2 separate regions of the Cricetulus griseus genome follow, and region 1 is linked to region 2. A link is a contact called in public Hi-C data. All regions are on one chromosome and are shown on one strand. The core of a region is the stretch at or near the end of the contact, and the rest is flanking DNA. Distances in the headings are between cores, read along the strand shown.

The links. Hi-C and Micro-C count contacts between places; a contact is called where the count stands out from the background.
Region 1: a contact with region 2 is called in a Hi-C map of the CHO-K1 cell line, with 4 times the contacts expected there. The contact joins the promoter of Stam2 here to the promoter of Arl6ip6 in region 2. A contact is called at or near these places in 2 of 8 Hi-C or Micro-C datasets (the CHO-K1 cell line and liver).

The regions. Positions count from the first base shown.
Region 1 is chr6:121,613,888-121,619,208 of CriGri-PICRH-1.0, reverse strand. Stam2 (signal transducing adapter molecule 2) reads right to left here and starts at 1,916. Exons shown (of 13, transcript XM_027420434.2): 1 at 1,779-1,916. The coding sequence starts at 1,818. It overlaps LOC118239057 (a long non-coding RNA gene), which reads left to right and starts at 2,039. Exons shown (of 2, transcript XR_004770487.1): 1 at 2,039-2,317; 2 at 2,428-2,770.
Region 2 is chr6:121,190,780-121,196,067 of CriGri-PICRH-1.0, reverse strand. Arl6ip6 (ADP-ribosylation factor-like protein 6-interacting protein 6) reads left to right here and starts at 2,085. Exons shown (of 5, transcript XR_003486327.2): 1 at 2,085-2,910; 2 at 4,509-4,562. Prpf40a (pre-mRNA-processing factor 40 homolog A) reads right to left here and starts at 1,936. Exons shown (of 26, transcript XM_027420421.2): 1 at 1,383-1,936; 2 at 247-378. The coding sequence starts at 1,784.

The DNA.
Region 1 (5,321 bases), core at 667-3,166, 420 kb before region 2:
GATAATGACTTGCTTTGTACTATTTAACATTTCTGCATTAAGAGTCCTTAAGGTCTGAAAACTAGAACATGTAATTTTTCTCTGATGTAAGTTTCAGACCAGTCTGAGCTCCTTAGAATTTCATTCCCTTTTTTCCCTAGTTGCATTCATTTGTCTAGGTGGGCCTCCATCAAACTCATTCTTTCACCCTTAACTTGACATTTTGGAAACTGAATTTAGTCATGTGAGAGCTGATGAAGAAACACTTCAAGTTCTAGTTGACATAGCCCATGATATATCTACACAGGTTGTTTGTTTGTTTGTTTCTGTCTGAAGATCAGAGCCTAAGAAATCTACACTAAACTATGATGCAAGGATTTCAGAAACCACTGAGGGAAAAGTTTAGAAACATAAACTGGGCAGAGTAACTCAGACTACTGCTACCAGAAATGTTTGCAATAAGAACACAACAGGCTTCCATGAACTATTTCCTAGAAGAAAGAGTTCACAGGTTTTATATTTTAAATACCCTGTCTTGGGCTGGAGAGATGGCTCAGTTCATATGGTGGCTCATCCGACTCTGTAACAGCAATGCCAGGTGATCCAACATGATCTTCTGACCTCCTCAGACACAACAAACAAGTGACAAACTTAGCATACAGAAAAAACACCCATGCACATAAATAAAAGAAAAAATAAAATAGCCTCCTCTGTTTTGCCTTTTCTGATTCATTTCATTACAGCAAAATGAAAGCTTTTACAGTAAGACATGCAGGTCTCAAGCCTAGTGGAGGCCCAGACTTGGAATCCCAGAATTCTCGATGCTAAAACAGAGGTTTTGGGAATTTGAAGCCAGCTTGGACTATATACAGACTCACTGTGAAAGTTAAATTAATTCAATAAAAATTAAAAAGTGCAATGCCTCACGTAGGTAATGTAATAAAAGAACAATTATCCCAAATCAGCGACTAAGCCTCAACATGCTTCCTATATAATTAGTCTCCCATACACTTGAACATGACTTGTGAGAGTTGTAGAACAAAATGAGGCACTTTCTAGACTTCTCTTCACTAAGGAATTGTAACTGAACTGGTAGCTCACTGCTAAAATATGTAACATTTTGACTCAAAATCACTTAAATCCTAAAATGTCGCTAGGAGCCTGTTAACTACTGCTTCAAGAATACTGCCAGCCCGTTTGCTTTTACTGTTAATATTATGCTTACTCCATCCATCTTTTCCTAATTCTGAAAGACCTATACTACCTGAATAACCAGAAGTTTGACTCCAACAAACATCAGTTGTTCTGGGCTAATTAGAGATCCTGAGAGTCTTCCTTTTCATTCTCTGAGACTGGCTCTCGCAGCACATTCAGAACGTCAGTAAACATTGAAAATGCAACCATCAGAGCTTGAATGTGTTTATACGGAAGCGATGTGAGTTAAGCCTGGTGAGTCTAGGTTTCTGGTTCGGGACTACCCTAGGCAGCAGGATGGCCACCACTGCACTTTCTTCCAAGGGGAAGGGTGTTAACCAGCTCTGGAGAAATCAGGAAGTTTGTATCAGCAACTTGAGCCTCCAGCGATCCTGCCTTTTCCCCACTCCTGCTCTGGGTGACGAGAACAGCCCTGATAGGTACCCCAATCTCTGACAGGTAGGAGGTAGCCTGGCCAGAGACGCTCCGAGGCTGCCCCCCGCTGTCGAGAGCTGCACCGCCCCTTCGCTCTCCGCCTGGCTTCTCAGGCACCAGGACCGCCGCCCACTTTCCCCGGCGCGGACGGCGCAGGTCACCGTACTCACCCACGTCATGATCGAACGGGTTGGCTGTGAACAGAGGCATCGCGCCGGCATCCGAGGCTGAAATGCGACGGTCCGGCGGGGCTCCAAATACTCCCGCTGGGCGACCCGCGGCGGCTTCCTAGACGGCTGGCCAGGCCGTGCCCTCACTTCCGCCTCCGCGCCTGCCCCGCGCGCGCCTGTGCGCCCTGCGCCCGGCCGTCCTCTGCTCCAGCCCCGCCGGCGGGGCCGCACGACGGACGGCCGAGCACTAGCACCTGCAAAGCTCTCACCGCAGTCCTAAGGACGTAGCAGCCCCTGGCCCGACTGCTGCTCAGGCCAGGCGAAAGCCACGGTCACCTTGCCGCGGCGAGGACCCGGGCGAGCCTCGGAGGCGGGGTGGAACTTCGAGGCCGGAAGTTGTCTATGCTTGAGACGCTGGTGGCCGGCGAGCTTGCTGCGTCCCGGAGGCGAGGCGGAGTGCGCGGTCCCGGGATGTGGGTCCCTTCGCCCCAGACTATGACAGAGGCTCCATTCTCACCCGAGTACTACCTGGGTACCAGGTCAGGTCTTGGCCTCTGGGGCCGCGCGCGCGCGCTCCGCGTCCCGGTTGCTATGGAAACGGAACCGCTGGCCTATGGGGAGCGTTGAGAATCTGTCGATTGACTCCTAGGTTGCTGATGTTTGTTGGATCCTTCAGTTGACCAAGCACTCGGGAAAGCGAGCGCGGAGAGACTCTTCGCCTTCGCTTCTCAGCTCTTCAGTATGAAAACAAAGTTTGGACCAAGAAATACAGAGATGAGTGAAGGAACTGGAGAGAGAGCTCATCAATTAAGAGCCCTTGCTGGCAAAGTTTGGTTCTAGTCTCCACGGGGAGGGAAGGGGGGCGACGGGTAGAGCAGCCAGGAACTCTAAGTTCCAGGGAACCTGACACCCTCTTCTGGCCTTGGTTGGCATCTACACTCAGGTTCACATACTCACACTCAGAAACATAATTAAAAATCCTTATGCCCCGAGTTGTGTGTGGCTCATGCCATTAATCGCAGCACTTGGGAGGCAAGGGGCTGACGGATCTGAGTACTCTTCAAAGATGAGTGGAAGTACACTCTTGCTTTTGACTTGCTCAAGCTTTATAGTGCAAAAACATTTATAATGATTTGGTTGTTAGTAAGAGTCATAAACTCAGGTTCCCACAGGATCCATCCAGGCATTTAAGTGAATGTATTTGTGCAAACACCCTTCCTGCAAACCATGCCCTTTACTTCTCCACATATTTTGGTTCATATTTTGTTCATATCTTTTATCATTCTCTAAGGAACAACTAATTGTGGTATTTGTTTTCATTAGAGTATAAATTCCATGAGCTTTATTTACTATTATGAACCCAAGGACTAAAAAACAGTATCTGGCAAGTAGGTGATCAATAAATACTTTTAGAATGTAGCCCTGGCTTTTGAATTGAAAATCACACATCTAAAGCTGGGACCTTGAGCCAATGAAATGATTCAGTAGTAACAGCCCTCCCTGCCCAAGCCATAAGAGCTCATGTCCAGTCCCCAGAAAGCTACTATGGAAGGATAGAACCAAGTCCTGAAAAGTGACCTCACTCTTAAACAGTAGCTTGAGCACACCCAGATTCTCACACATCATAAACACACATATTTTTTTTAAAATTTGAAAGATTTTTAGGGTAGGATGTGGTAGTACAGACAGGTTGATATATGTTGAGTTCCAGGCCAGATAGGACTGCATAGTGAGACTCTCTCTCAAGTAAATTAATTAAAATAAACGTTTTTAGACTAAAGCTGGTAGCTACTAGTAAATATCAGCCATTTGTTGAAATGTTAGCCCTTCTGGGGCTCCCAATTTTTCAGTGATTTTTTAAATTGTGAGAATTACTTCTACATTTAAATATCTATGTATGGATTCTTGTATCAGTTTTGAGACAAGCTCTTCTGTAGTCCAGATTGACCTGTGTAGTGGAGGATTACCTTTCATATCTATACTTTAAATAAACAAAAATTATTTTCCAACCTTTAGTATTAGGAGATGTTAATAGAACCCTCACAGGTGAAGTAATCTGGAATGGTGAATACATTATCAGCTATAAAGTTAGGTTCACAAATATGATGGAATCAGATCAGGTGGTGATGGAGTATGCCTTTAATCCCAGCACTGGAAGGCAGAGACAAGCAGATATCTGTGAGTTTGAGGCCACCCTGATCTACAGGGCGAGTTCCAGGACAGCCATAAGCAAAGAAACCCTGTCTCGAAAAAATGATTGCTGCATGTGGGAAGCTGTGCCTGACCACGCCCTGAGCGTGGTAAAGGTGAGGTCAGAATGATGTGTAATAGGTTTTTAAGCCCCCCCCCCCCCGACAGGCATGGTCAGACACACCTGTAGCCAGCCCTTAGGAGGCATAGTTACGGTATCTCCCTACAGGAAGCTACTTTGTGGGGCTACAGTTGGAGCCAGCTAACTTGCCCAGTTCGTACCTGAGGGGGCAGTGTGAATTGAGAAAGGGTAGGTAAAGAAGTTAAGAGAAAGACAAAGACACAGGATAGAGTCAGGAGGGTAATCCAGTGACTACTGAATGCCCTGTGTTTATTCTTCAACATTCTTAAGTACCCAACCAAAAGGGGGGGGTGGTCATGGACAGGACATGGCAGAAGACTTCTGTTATCATGTATAAGGATCAAACAGACTTACTTCCCTTAATCCTCCAGGCATTTGGTAGCCACACCTGTTATCCAACTTGCAGAGTCAAGGGTAAACACACCTGAGCCCAAGTCTGTTGTTATTTAGATAAGACATCGACTACCAAGGCCTAAACATCCTGCAGTAGCCAAACATTAGACCTTTAGGTCTTTTGACTTACAAAGGACAGTTTTGAACTCTTTGACATTGAGGTGAGAAGAAGTGGACCCATCTTTATGGGCCCTAACAGCCCATAAAGTGAAAAACAAGAGCATTTATGCTAATTGACTGGTAAACACTGCGTGTCTACTGAATGCAAAATACTAATGGTGGGGACCGTGAGTTGATGGGGCATGAAAATAAATGATGGAAATACTTTTCTTTCAAGGAATTATATTCAGACAATGAGAGAATGACTTATGTAACTACTAGAAGAGAATTCATAAGAAAAAATTAGGAAAATGTCCATGAATAGCCTCAGTATAGACCAAAGATATTTTGGTATAGATCCATTTAAAACCAGGCACCATGGAGAATGCCCATAATCCCAGCACTCAGATGGGTTGAAGAAGAATAATTGACAGTTTGAAGTCAGCCTGGACTACATTGTGCGTCCCTGTCTCACAAGCACAATAGTAAATAAATAATGTATGGGTAGTGAAGGGACCAGCTGCCCCTTTCGGCAGCCATGACAGTAACACGTGCTCGCCATGACCTTGCCTTGGTCACTAAGAGGTCAGATGCCTGCCTTGTGGCAAGGAACCAATCAGAAGTTAGCTGGTGGTGCTATGCTTTACGGCTCTGGGTGTACTTTACAGACAAGTGCACAGCAATGATGCGCATAGCATAGCAACCACCTTGGGAGGGCC
Region 2 (5,288 bases), core at 836-3,335:
GTGTGTGCCACTACGCCCAGCTTAAAGACACTTTAAATATTAATTTTGTTGAGGAAATGAGTAAATTTTTTATAAAAGTCTTACTATATTCAAAATTTGGTTACAGTCATGATCAACATTTTGTCTTGTTTGAAAACATATGGATATAAACTAACCCTTAAACAGCTAGAAGTACAGCACTGGCCTACATTTAAAAATCTGGACACAATAAAACAAAAATAAACAAAGTACAAAACATATTCTTACTTGTCCCATTGGAGGCCCTCCCATAGGGGGCATCATCTGTGGCATCATTCCATGAGGTACAGGAGGCATGTTTGCTCTCTGACCCATAGGGTGCATTCCCATTGGTGCATAATGCATGCCAGGATGCCCCATCTGAAAAACAATGAAAAATGAAAAGTGAGGAAGACACAGGATTGTTTCTTAAAAATGTGACTTAAAAAAAAAAAATCAACCTGTAAGGCACAATATTATTTCAAAGTGTGATTAAATTATTAGACTAGCATATACCAATAGTAACCTTAAAATACACTAGTGATTATTTTAAAGAGCCTGAAAATTAACAAAACAGGGAAAAGTTAAATCCATTATAGGATTACAGCACCCTCCCCGGTGATTTAATCAACTGCTAAATGACTGTCTACACTTGGTGGCTATGTATTGAATTCCAACTTAAAAATTGTTACTGTGAACACAACTTTGTCCCCTTTATACATATAACCAGCTTATGTTACTTAAAAATACATTAATTTGGATGAGGTTTTGTCATAAAACAGAATGTGGGTACCCAAGAGTACTTCATTAAGAAACAAATATACTAGTTCCTAAGTCAAATATTCTAATATAGTTAAAGTATCAGACTGTCATTCTGTCCCAGAAACTAAATGCAAATAACAAATTGACCCGTTTAAGAGAACTTAAAATATTACATATCTATACGTGTACATACACATATATATATGTTCATTGTTCCTGGCCTGAAACTAAGTATCTGCTGCCAATTCTCCCAACAGAATCCCCACCCCTGCAAACAAACCCACCGCCACCACTCTCCGGAGAAAACAAACTATGGCAGCTTCTCTATGAAGTCCTGCAGACTTACGGTTCCCCACTATAAAAGAGGCCTAGGGCTCTCGGATGCACAGCGCGCCCGGGGCCCAGCACCTTCCTAAGGTATCTCTGTCTAGGCCAAGACCGCTGGAACGTCCAAGGTCCCACATCCGTCTTTGTGCATTCCCGCCCTCCATCCCTCTCCCTTGGGACGCAGCCCACCATCTGGAGCTCTTCCTGGTACACTCTTCTCCTTTTGGAGAAAGCTTCCTGTTTCTCTGACTCGGTTTTTCATTGTGCCGCTTTTCCCTACCCAGCCGATCCCTTACCGAGGGCCGTCTCCTCAGGAAGCCGTCAGCAGAGACCCAAGAACTGGAGCACAGGTTTGAGCCGGACAATCTCCGCTCCCCGTCCCCGGGACCCCGCGAGGGAGGTTGGCTCTCCATTTCACTCACCATGAGGCCTCCACGCTCGGCTCCAGTCCCCGGCCTCATCGTCGGGCTCAGACTGCTCCGTCGGCGGCCACTGCCGCTACACATACCAACAAGAAGCGATCTGAGTGGCTGGCGCCCGCTGGGGCCAAAGGGTAAAGGCTGCCCTGAGCTACGGGGCGGGATCAGCGGGGCCAATAAACTGACAGGCTTCCCGGCTGTCCAATCAGAGCGCGCTACGGAAGCGCAGCTCTGCGGCGATTCGCCCCCCGCCTCAGCCTCGCTCGGCGTCGCCTGCATGGAGAGGGGGAGGGGGACGGAGGAAGTTTCTGCGTCGAGCGCTCAGCCGGGACAACTCCACCAACTTCCCCCAGGAAGGCGGACGCGGCCGGGACCCAGCTTCCCGGCCTTGAACCACCTCACCCCGCCGGGGGTGGGGCAGTGGCGCGCTGCCACTCTCGCCACCCCCCCCACCCGAACTACGTTCGCCCCACAAACCTGAGGCCACCAAGGGTGGGGTGGGGGCGGGGTAAGCGGCCCCCAGCGTTATCGGCCTAGTGCGCGCGCGCGCGCGCGCGCGCCGGGAGGGGTCCTGTGCGGGGGAGGGGGGTGTGCTCCAGCTCTGCGCGCGCCCGAGCCGAGGGAGGAGGCGCGCACCGTAGCGGGCGGGGAATCTGTGGAGGCGGAGATTCCACGCCGGAGGGAGGAAGCGATTGGCAGTTAGGAAACAGCGGGGCTGAGCGGGGAGCTGCTGTTAACGAGGGACCGGCGGTGCGCGCCGACGGGACCTGAAAGGGCCCAAGAAGTTGGGGCTGTGTGCGGCAGTGGGGTCACGGGCGCGCGCCCCTCCACAGCGCATCCCGAAGGGGAACCCGCAATTGTCAGTCCGCCGCTCCAGCGCCCCTGCAGTTCCGCGAGCGTTGGTCGGGCCGCCGACAGCCGCCGCTGATTGGCTGTTGCTGGAGTAGGGCGGCGGCGGCGGACGCTCGACCCGCGCGGGGCTCTCAGTCTTTTCCCGCCATGTCCTTCGTAGAGAGTGCGAGGTCTGTGGCCGCGCGACGGCGCCGCCAGGTCACCCCAGGCCCGGTGACTCGGCCTGTGTATTCCGACTTCACTCTCGGGGATGGCGATGGCTGGGGTGCGGGCGAAATCGACGAAGACGAGGGATGCGACCAAGTAGCCCGCGATTTGCGGGCGGAGTTCTCAGCCGGGGCGTCGTGGGAGCCCAAGAGGGCCCCGCTACTCCCGCCGGTCGGGGATGGGTCACCCGTCCTGCCCGAGAAGCGCAACGGCATCTTCCCGGCGACTGCGGCCACCAGAAGCCAGACTCGGCGGTGGTCTGTCCAGGTCCTTTCCATTCTCTGTTCGCTGCTCTTCGCCGGCCTCCTTGCTTTCCTCCTGGCCATCGCCTACCTGATCGTTAAAGGTACTGACTGAAGCCCAGGCCTTGTGAGTCTGTGCACAGTAAAGACGAGCCAGTACATCACTCGCCCCCGTTCACACTTTCCTCCCCAAAGCGTTCCTTCGAAACAGTACCTTTCTTCGTTCTCCCTCCCTTTGTCTTCTCTCCCTAGATGGAGGTCCCTGCCCCATAGTGAGAACCATTTAGAAAGGATTTGACTAAATCCACACTAAAGAAATGCCGTAAAGGCTTTGAACACGAGTTGAAACATTAGCACGGCTATTTAATCAGAATCCCTACCTTTAAAAGGGTCATGAAAAAGTTCATGTAACTATAGGCTGTATATGTTCTAAGGCTAGTTCACAAATGAGCAAAGAGAAATTGAAGAATAAGGATTTCTTCCTCGCATCCCAAATTTCTACTTTTATAGGCATATTAGCTTGTCTATTTTGTGTTTTTAACGAGGTATAGTTTTTGCTAGACAGAGTCTGTTTTGCTGTGTCGGGAATCCACATACTGGCCAAACATGAATGCCTCGAAAGACACTCTTAAGCCCTTTTCCCATTCGGATTTGTTGTGTGGTTTTTAGTATTCATTATAGTGGAAAGAGATTTGACTTTAGAGCTAATAGTGTTGACTTTTGCCAGTTTATCGAGAAATAGAAACCTCAGAACAGCATCTTGTATTAAAAGGATTGAACACTTCAAGTCACTCTAGTGTTGACTAATGAAAATTAAATCTATTTAACCCCAGTTTTGCTTTATTTTCTCCCAGCCCCTAACGGGATCCAGGTTGCCCTTGAACAAGTTACCATGGTTAGATTGACTTTTGTAGAGAAGACAGATTACTTCTTCACAGTATACTATCGGCTGTTAACTGTGGGCCTTAAAAGTTTGACTGCCACCAGGAGGGAGATGGTGGCTCACGCCTTTAATCCCAGGATGTTCTAGGCAGAGGCAGGTGGATCTCAATGAGTTCCATGCACACCTTTAATCCCAACACTTGGGAAGCAGAGGCAGGTAGATCTCAGTGAGTTACACACACACCTTTAACCCCAGCACTTGGGAGGTAGAGACAGGTGGATCTCAGTGAGTTCCAGGACAGCAAGGGCTGTTACAGAGAATCCCTGTGTCAAAAAACCAAAAAGGAAAGAAGAAAAAAAATAAGTTTGAGTTCCCTTGCTTCAAATCTGTCACACCCTTGGCCATTTTTTCACTTCAACCCAGATAGTTTTGTCGTGCACACAGTTTTTTTCTTTTGTAATATAAAGTTATATGCCCATAAGTAGAAGTTCATTGCAGACTGGTACAAGGAACTGAAGTCAAAATCTAGTATGCTATTAAGTTTCTTTTGTACAAACTGTCTTCAGCACAACCCAGGGGATAAACACTTTTCCCATGTTTATGAACCTTGTAAAGGTATTTGCTTGCTGAAGGTGTGTGTGTGTGTGTGTGTGTGTGTGTGTGTGTGTGTGTGTGTAGAGAGAGAGGTAGGAAATCAGAAGTCGAATCTGTCTCTGACTTCAGGGTGCTTTTGACAGCTGAACAGTGTCTTCAGAGCCTTTACATATTCATGTCAAGAAGAAATACTACTCTTCTACCTAAACCTCTTTGTATTTACAGAATTGCATGCAGAAAATTTGAAAAATGAAGAAGATGCAGATACTGGGCTGTTAGGTATGAACTGATCATTTTATTCATCTAATCACTTATTTTTGTTTTTCCAAATTATATTTAAGTTATACAGGTTTGGGATAAAATATTTTATATATACCATGTGTAGTTGACTCATTAGCGTCTTTTTCATGTGTATATGTTTGTGGTAAATGTTATTAGACTTACTTTTTGGATAGATATTTAGACTTTTTCCATAATTTTCTAATGGGTCACTAAGGTGTGTGTTCAGAATTCAATATAACTATGCATTACTTGAGTCCATCGAATACTTAGTTTCTAATTATGTTTTGGAAGAAGCTTCCTATGCTCCTTCAGGAATTTAGAACTACAAACTTGCTCACAAATTTAGCCAACATAAATAGTTTCTGAAATTTCAAAAGAATTTAATGTTCACATTTTTTTGTAAGCAGTTTCTCTTGAGATAAAAATGTGAGATAAAAATTTTAAAGTAAGAATTATTTTCCGGGGCTGGAGAGATGGCTCAGCGGTTAAGAGCACTGACTATTCTTCCAAAGGTCCTGAGTTCAATTCCCAGCAAACACATGGTGGCTCACAACCACCTTGAATGAGATCCGGTGCCCTCTGCTGGCCTGCAGGCAGAAGACTGTATAGACTGTATTCATAATAAATAAAATCTTAAAAAAAAAAAAAAAAAAAGAATTATTTGCCATTAATGTCCGGGTGAGTCAATCTAAAATATGTAGGGCTAGTATTTTTTTTTCTTTT